Linked DNA regions of Muntiacus reevesi: region 2 is linked to region 1. The links are chromatin contacts, called in public Hi-C maps. All regions are on one chromosome and are shown on one strand. Each heading gives the region's core, a stretch centred on a gene start, on an enhancer-like site or on the middle of the called end of the contact. The rest is flanking DNA. Distances are from core to core; before and after follow the strand shown.

Region 1 (4,478 bases), core at 444-2,943:
AAGGGGTCCTCACAAGAAATTTGACGGAGGCCCCTCCAGATTCCCTGGTGGCTCAGATGGTAAAGAATCCACCTGCAAGGCAGGACACCTGGGTTCAATCCCTGGGTTGGGAAGATCGCTTGGAGGAGGGCATGGCAACCCTCTCCAGTATTCTTGCCTTGAGAATCCCTATGGACAGCAGAGCCTGGTGGGCTACAGTCCATGGGGTTGCAAAGAGTTGGACACGACTGAGTGACTAATCACAGCACAGCACCCCAGATTATCACCTTTGAAGTACTTCTGCTTCAGGAGGACCAGACAGGTTGAGCCCTCTCCACCCTCACTTACCATCAGGGCCAGAGATGGAGCTAGGAAGAGGACCACAAGGATTGAAGGCACAATCTGAAATGGAAACAAATGTCAGTGTACAGGGCTGGCTCCCTTAGCCTCAGATGAGCCCAGGGCCTGGGGCTCAGAGGAACCCCAGGGTTGGAGCCGTCTTAAAAAATCTGTAATTTTTATAGTGTCTCTTGCCCTAGAGGCCCCAAATATATCAGGAGACTGTCATTCCATGTGTTCGATATACTGGCTACTCAAGAAGGAAAGCTTTATCATTCATTCAAAGATACCTTTTGTTTTGTTCTACGTCTACTATCAATCACTGGGCTAAAGATTAGGCAACCTGATCAAGCACTTGATCTGCATATAATGCAGGGCCATCTTAAGTCAAGTTGTAAAATAAGTGATAATTCAGGTCCCCGTCTTCCTGTCTATACCTCCTTCTTTCTTCCCAACCAGTGGGGACCCCCTCTCTCCCCTCTGGAATCTGATATCCTTCCAATTTCCTCTCCTCCAGTTTCTTCCACCTTGCCTGAGCATAAAATATTATGCATCACTTGTTTATACCTTATTTTGAAATAGGTTTTACTCAAGGGTGAGTAGTTCTTGAGATATTTGCAGTGAATCGTTTGCTCTTGCTCTTGGTGTGACCTGCCTAACCTATTGGAGGCATTTCAGACACCAGAAAATAGTGAAAGAGAATTAGAAGGATGGGAACAGGCTAAGATAAATGTAGCAGAGAATCTTTCCTTACAACTCACAGCTCATTATCTGGTCTACTTAAGGCTCACTCAGCTCAAGAGCACTTACAACATAAGCCGAAATCGACAGGAAACCCCCTTCCTCCCCCTCCCCACAATATCCTATGCAGTATTCTGCATGTGATGACACCATGAATGTGAGATACATCTTCAAAGAAAAAGACAACAGTTACTCTCTGAATAATAACCACAATGCAATGAGGTTAACCAAGGAAAAACATGTGATACAGACAGCAATAATATTCTATTAAATGATTCTTAGAATTAGTGCCATGTGTTAAATACACTTGAAATTTTCTTTGCCAGAAATTTATAAATAAAATGAATCTAGGAAGAAAAGACCCTAAAATATGAATATCTACTCAATCCGCAAAGATTGTTGACCTTTTAAGAAACTAGCTATTAATTCTTTTGGGAAAGACCCATTTTCTGATGTTCTAAAAAAAGAGAGGCTTACCAACAGGGAAGTTATGTGCCAAGTTAATATTTGGAAGTTCTATTTAGGGTTAATTTGAAGAGTCGATGGGAAAAAGGAACTACTCCCTGGCTATTCTGGCTCTGAAAACATAGTTACCTATATTCAAAACCAGAAAATATACTTACAAGGTGTTTCATATTGCCTCTTTCTCAGAACCTTGGCAACTGCATGCATAAAAGAATTTTCGTGTCCTATTTACTTTCTAAGCCTGGTTTATATAGTCTTGGACCTTTCAACTACTACCATGTAAAAGATTCTGGGAAATTAATCATAATCTGAATACCATTTGGGGGGGAAAAGGCAAGTTTATGTAATCACTGTTATCACTTTTATTTAACTACTTCTAAATATTTTCCTTTTACTCAAATACCTCCACTGGTTACATAAGGCAAACATGGGAAAGAACAAGGCTTTGTGGGCTGGTGTGCCCATGGCTTTAATAGTTAAGGAAGGATTGCAAATAGTAGATCTCACCAAGTGGTCCTGATACAAAATCAGTGTTTACCATTTCTATTTCCCAGTTCCAGAGAAACTCTTCACTAATAGTGGAGGTGGTTGAGAAAAACCTTATGGAACCAAAAGAGATGAATTGTAACCACAAGATTAGATTGGCGAGAAGACTGGTCCAGTTCTTCATCCAAACCCCAAATCACAGGGTTGGTCCTGTAATGCCTTCTGCCCACCCACCAAGCTGACCTCATTTAACCTCTTCAAAGATCTACCTCTGGGTGACATCCTAATATTCTGATATTTTGCTTCCACTCTATAATTTGTCTTTCTCCTCCCAACCTTTGTTTCAGGGTGACTTTTTCCATGAAGGACAATTTGAGCCGCACTGGATCTCCTGAGACATAGAGAACAACTTTCTATGACTAGTCAATACTAACTCAGGCTATTTCAAACATTTTCTTATTTTTTATCAAGCCCTTGACTGGTTGTGACCCAACTACCTGGACCAAATTCCAAAAGGTCATAATCAAATGAACGTATTTCTTCAGAGATAAAGATGAAGTATATGGATGAGGCTGGGCACTGGAATGACCAAAGTGGAAGACAGACAGCTCTGTTCTTATAGTACTTCCTGTGAATTTTCAATGGGAGCATAAACTAAGTGGGCCCTGGGGCGCTTAGGTCACCCAGGGCTCAGATAATATAATCTCTATATTATATTATGGCTGTCAGTATCTTAAAAACACCATGCACAGAGCACATGGTCAATAGTTATTGGCTGAATATGTAAAATGCAATAAAAGAATGACTTTCATTTTGGGGCATGTGGTTATGCATTTTTCCCAACATGATTTGTTGACTAGATTATCCTTTATCCATTGTATGGTCGTGATGCCTTTGTCAAAAATTTGTTGACTGAACATGCATTGGTTATGTCTGAACTCACTGTTCTGTTCCACTGATCTAATGCTCCTGTTTTTACGTTCAGTTCAGTCACTCAGTTGTGTCCGACTCTTTGCAACCCCATGAACCGCAGCACACCAAGCCTCCCTGTCCATCTCCAACTCCCAGAGTTTACCCAAACCCATGTCCATTGAGTTGGTGATGCCATCCAACCACCTCATCCTTGCTGTCCGCTTCTCTTCCTGCCCTCAATCTTTCCCAGCATCAGTTGCTGCTGCTGCTAAGTTGCTTCCGTCGTGTCCGACTCTTCACGACCCCATGGACTGCAGCCTACCAGGCTCCTCCGTCCTGGGATTTTCCAGGCAAGAGTAATAGAGTGGGGTGCCATTGCCTTCTCCACAGCATCAATTAGTACCATATTATCTTGATTACTTTAGCTGTGTAATATAGTTTGAAATCAGAAAGTTTTACGTCTCCAGCTTTGTTCTTCTTCCTCAAAATTTCTTTGGCTATTTGGGACCAAATACGTAAATGATAAGATCTGAAAGTGTAAAACTTCTAGAAGAGAACATAGGAGAAAAGATCCCTGATATTGGTTTTGGCAATGATTTTTTTGGATACCACACCAAAAACACAGGCAAAGAAAAGCTAAAATAGACAAACTAAAGATCTTCTGTGCTGCAAAGGAAACAATCAATAAATTAAAAAGACAACCTATAGAATGGGAGAAAATATTTGCAAAGTATATATCTAAATAGGAATTATTATTCAATATATCTGAAGAAGTTATACAACTCAATAGCAAATGGGAAATGATCCAGTTAAAAAAAATGGACAAAGAAACTGAAGAGACATTTTTCCAAGGAAGACATTTATGTGGCCAATAGGTGTATGAAAAGGTGCTCAACATCACAAATCACAGGGGCATGCAAATTAAAGCCACAATGAGATATCACCTCATACATTTTAGGATTGTTGTTGTTCCATCACCCAGTGATGTTCAACTCTTTGCGACCCCATAGACTGCAGCACACTAGGGTTTCCTGTCCCCCACCATCTCCCGAAGTTTACCCAAGTTCATGTCCATTGCATTGGTGATGCCATCCAGCCATCTCATCCTCTGATGCCCTCTTCTCCTTCTGCCCTCAATGTTTCCCAGCATCAGGGACTTTTCCAATGAGTCAGCTGTTTGCATCAGGTGACCAAAATACTGGAGCTTCAGCTTCAGCATCAGTCCTTCCAAAAAGTATTCAGGGTTGATTTCCCTTAAGATTGACTGGTTTGATCTCCTTGCTGTCTAAGGGACACCCAAGAGTCTTCTCCAGCACCACAGTTCAAAGGCATCAATTCTTTGATGCTCTGCCTTCTTTACAGTCCAGCTCTCACAACCCTACATGACCACTGGGAAGACCATAGCCTTGACTATCCAGACTGTTGCTGGCAGAGTAATGTCTCTGCTTTTCAACACACTGTCTAGGTTTGTGATAGCTTTCCAGCTAAGAAGCAGTCATCTTCTGATTTCATGGCTGCAGTGATTTTAGAGCCCAAGAAGAGGAAATCTGTAACTA
Region 2 (4,187 bases), core at 954-3,453, 400 kb after region 1:
AAAACAGAAACCAAATAAGCTTGTCTCACATTAGCAAACCTATTAGCAAAGATCAAGCTACAAATAATGAAGGGTCTGAGACCTGGTGCCAAATTTAGAAAACAGGGGCCTAAAATTCACCCATCATTTAACCCAATCCATAGTACTCTACATTAATTATATGATTTGTTGAGTAAATTAAAACTTATTAGTAACCAGACATAAGATTTCTAGATGAAGCAGATACTCTATTTCTAATTGAGATAAAATGAGAGAAAGAAGTAGGCAGTGAGAGAGAAAGAGGAATAGACGGGGAGGGAAGAGAGGAAAGGACGGAAGAGAATAAGAAAGGAAGGAAAACAGAGGAAGAAAACCTCCCAAGCAGTTACTCCAAAGGTTTGTATATAATAGACTATGGAGAAAAGTAATACACATTTAAGTGAGAAAAAAAAAATCAGCAAGTGAACTTGAAGTCTCTCAATCCCACTACATACACATACACTCACACTCCTCTAAAACTAATTTCCCCATCACCGCCTTGAATCACCTTTCCTTTTTCTGCTCAGAAAGGGGTCCTAAGCCTAATACCAATGGTTCCATTTAGACACTGGCGGATAATCAGGGTAAGTGACCAGACTCCTTACTCCCTGGTATAGGCTCACTGACACGCTTTGTTCAGACAGTCCAAGAGAAAACTGGAGGGCAAGTATCCATTGTATCTCTGTGTACCCCCGCAGTGCTAGGGTCTGCAGACGCGCAGCATAAAGTGGCCAGTAAACAAGACACGTTGCATGTCGAGAAAACAATATATATGTATTTAGTGAGAGATCGACAAATTTCCAGAACGTTACAGGCAAGTTTTCTAACTCCTAAACACCCCAGAGGAAGAATACATAATCCAGTTGCACTGTAACCCAAAATCTTGTGTGTGTGTCCCTTAAATAACTCGCTCAATTTTCTCATCTGAACAATGAAGATACGAGCACCCAACTCAAAAAGTTTGGAAAGGTTTAAAGAAGCTGGTACAAGTAGTCTTTAGATCAATGCCTGGAATTCTACACACTACATAAAGGTGAGTCACTGACGTTACTGAAAAAGATTATTACAATAAAAGTAACGCCCAGGCAGTACCACCAGAGCGGCCAAAGATTAAAAGAAATTATTCTAGAAAAACTAAAATCAGAGGTTGGCAGACTTTTTCTGTTAAGGGCCAGAAAGAAACTACTATAAATATCGTGGTTTATCAAGCTAACAGGCAATATTCCCAACCCTTAGAGAAATTCTTCTCCCTTAAAGGCTAATATGGGTTTTTTTGTTTACATTTTTTAATCTGAGAAGCATTCTTAGTATGTGGGTCCCAACAATTGCTGGCTGGATTTGGAGCCAGGGCCATAGTCTGCCGACCTCCGGGTAAAACACTAATGACGATAATCCAGGTCAGTGCTTTTTAAAGGCAGCAGAAGGAAACGTCTGCGAGTTAGTTCAAGTTGACTGAAAAACGTGCTGCCTTCAAACTTCTAAAATCCAGAACGGCCTGGCCGGAGCGGTGGGGAACCCGGGCAGGACCCAGAATAGGGCCTCAGGAGCCCGCCCGGACCTCGCGGTTCTCCGGGGCCGCCGAACCCCCGCCACACTTACTCCCAGCAGCGGCCCGCGGCCGATGACCGTCTCCCCGGGCGCCAGGGCCACCCGGGGGCCGCCGTCCTGCGGCTGCAGCTCGAAGCCCCCGGACATGGCGGCGAGGATTAAACAGACCCCTTCGCAAGGGGCGAGACCCTGCAGCCGTTTCCGCCTTCCTACGACAGGCGCGAGGCCCAGGCAGGCCCCAAGAAACACAGCCGGAGGCAGAGCAAAGACTGACCTCCACTGTGCCCCGGCTGCGCGGAGCTGGGGCCCCACCGAGGGGGACCGAACCCCGCCCCTCCACTCCGGCCAGTGACGTACTCAGGGAATCCCCTTTCACACCGCCTCCAATCGGGCTTTTAAAAGCCCCGGTTACCCAATTTCCCCCCCCCCCCCACCCCAGCGCTTCTCACCGCCCACCCGTCTCGGAGGACGCCGGTCTTTGTAGTCCATGACGCCTTCCCTTCTCCTCCACTGCCGATCTCAGGCGCCCCTGGAAAACTACCAATCCCAAGAGGCAACGCGCGCCCCTCTCTGCGCCTGTGCGAAATCTGAGTCAGCAAGGCGGGGCTAGAGTGGGTGGGAAGAAAGGGACTGGGGGAAGGATTCGATTTCTAAACAATTTAAATCGCGGATCGAGAGGTAGCAGCTTTCCAGTAGGTAGGAGGGGGTCCTCCCTTTGCGCTGACGTCTGGCAGACGTAATCCGGGGCGCAGTCCTGGCGCTCGCACAGCCTCTGCTCGGCCGACCGGAGCTGCGGTGACAGTCGGGGCTGACAGTTGTTACTGTTTACCTGTCAATGCCCAGGTATTCTTTGGACTCCGACAGCTGCTGTGGGCTCCGGGCATGCCAGGAGGGTGGTTCAGATGGGACGTGAGGTCTTTCCCGACGGCCTGCAGTGTCTGCCTGGGGTGGAGGCTCCCCGAGAGCCGAGCGTCTGCCCTGCTTTACGATTCCTCCCTCCGTGTGACACCTTAAAGAGGGGTGACCTGTCACCTAATTAGAGAGGTAATTTAGCAAAGTTTGGTTTAGAAAGAAGAGGATAGGTTTCTAGACATCCAGGCAAAATGGGACTCAGAAGAAGAAAAATGCCTAGTGGGGTTTAGGCACCCCCATCTGTTAAATTCAAATGCTTTCATCTGTCTCGTGTGGAGTAATTGTAACGGGAGGACGTATTTATCTCCAGGGAGATCTTAGGAGAAACAACAAATGTGCGTTTAAATGCACAGTAACTTTCTCCTAGTATGAGATTCTTTTCAAGAATAGTTTGGCTTTAGTTTATATTGATGAGGGCTAGAGGGTGGAAGGGCAAAATTTGACTTATGAACTTATTTTTTTGCAGTTTGCTTTCTTACTTCCCCAAACTCTCAAGAGGAAATCCTCTGTCGAAGTCAGACATTAAAATTCTGACCACTGTAGCCAACTTGGATCATAACCAAATGAACGGGAGCATCTGTGGTCTTGACAGGTATAGAAACATATAGGTGAGTAGCACATCTAGATCATTGGAAAAGACCCTGATGCTGGGAGGGATTGGGGGCAGGAGGAGAAGGGGACGACAGAGGATGAGATGGCTGGATGGCATCACCGACTCGATGCACATGAGTTTGAGTAAACTCCGGGAGTTGGTGATGGACAGGGCGGCCTGGCGTGCTGCAATTCATGGGGTCTCAAGGAGTCGGACACGACTGAGCAACTGAACTGAACTGAACTGAACTGAGCACATCTAGAAAGGGGAATTTGTCATTAGCTAAGAAAAATAAAGTATTAGGTATATCTGAAACCCCTCCTGCGCCAACACCCCTCACTATAAAAGGCAGTACAAACTGGAATAAACTGATTTTAAGTAAATATGAACTGTCTTTATATGCCAAAATACCTCCATACTTTCAACTGATATCGGGAGCCTAAACCATGCACCTTCGGTAAATTAGCTCAGACTGGACTTTCAATCTTTAGTCATGTGGTTTACATAGATGCATTATAAATATTGTTTTTAGTTGTTAGTCACTGTTGTTTGATGGCCTTAATGACTAGTTATCTTAGTTCGTAATTAACTATACATGTGGAATAGCCTCAAGAAGCTTTCTAAAACACAACTCTTATAACTAATTGAATATTTGCGATTTTGTCAGTATAGCCCAGGCCTCAACCTCTTGTCCATTTCAGACAGCATTTGTGTCAAATGTGAGCACTTACCTATTAAGTGCAAGTAGATAAACAATTCTTATATAAACTACTGAAAGTTCATTAGGTTTGTCATTAAGTCACAAGTTATAAGTGAAAAACTTAAAGACACGGCATTTGTTCCCACAGACTAATATTCAATGAGTTGAGTAGAACTGAAACATATACATTTTCAAAAGTTTTTTCAATCAATACTTGGAATAGCATGTGTTCTCACCATAGTTATTTCTACTACTAAAAATAAATTATAGACTGAATGTGAAGAATCACATCTCTTTTTCAGATAATTTTCTTTGGGAGTAGAAAAACAAATGTTTAGAAAGAAACTCATTTACCAAAAATATCTAAAAAGAAGAAAAGGAGTAGCATGTGTTGCATGTCTCCTGCGTGCAGTTCAG

The links. A called contact is a pair of places that touch in the nucleus more often than the background predicts.
Region 2: a contact with region 1 is called in a Hi-C map of muscle, with 11 times the contacts expected there. The contact joins the promoter of FBXO48 here to the promoter of LOC136163073 in region 1. A contact is called at or near these places in 2 of 3 Hi-C or Micro-C datasets (blood and muscle).

Annotation. Positions count from the first base shown.
Region 1 is chr3:37,767,945-37,772,422 of mMunRee1.1, forward strand. LOC136163073 (gastrokine-3-like) reads right to left here and starts at 1,694. Exons shown (of 6, transcript XM_065927507.1): 1 at 1,683-1,694; 2 at 328-381. The coding sequence starts at 1,694.
Region 2 is chr3:38,169,035-38,173,221 of mMunRee1.1, forward strand. FBXO48 (F-box protein 48) reads left to right here and starts at 2,204. Exons shown (of 4, transcript XM_065927251.1): 1 at 2,204-2,409; 2 at 2,945-3,070. APLF (aprataxin and PNKP like factor) reads right to left here and starts at 1,942. Exons shown (of 10, transcript XM_065927248.1): 1 at 1,924-1,942.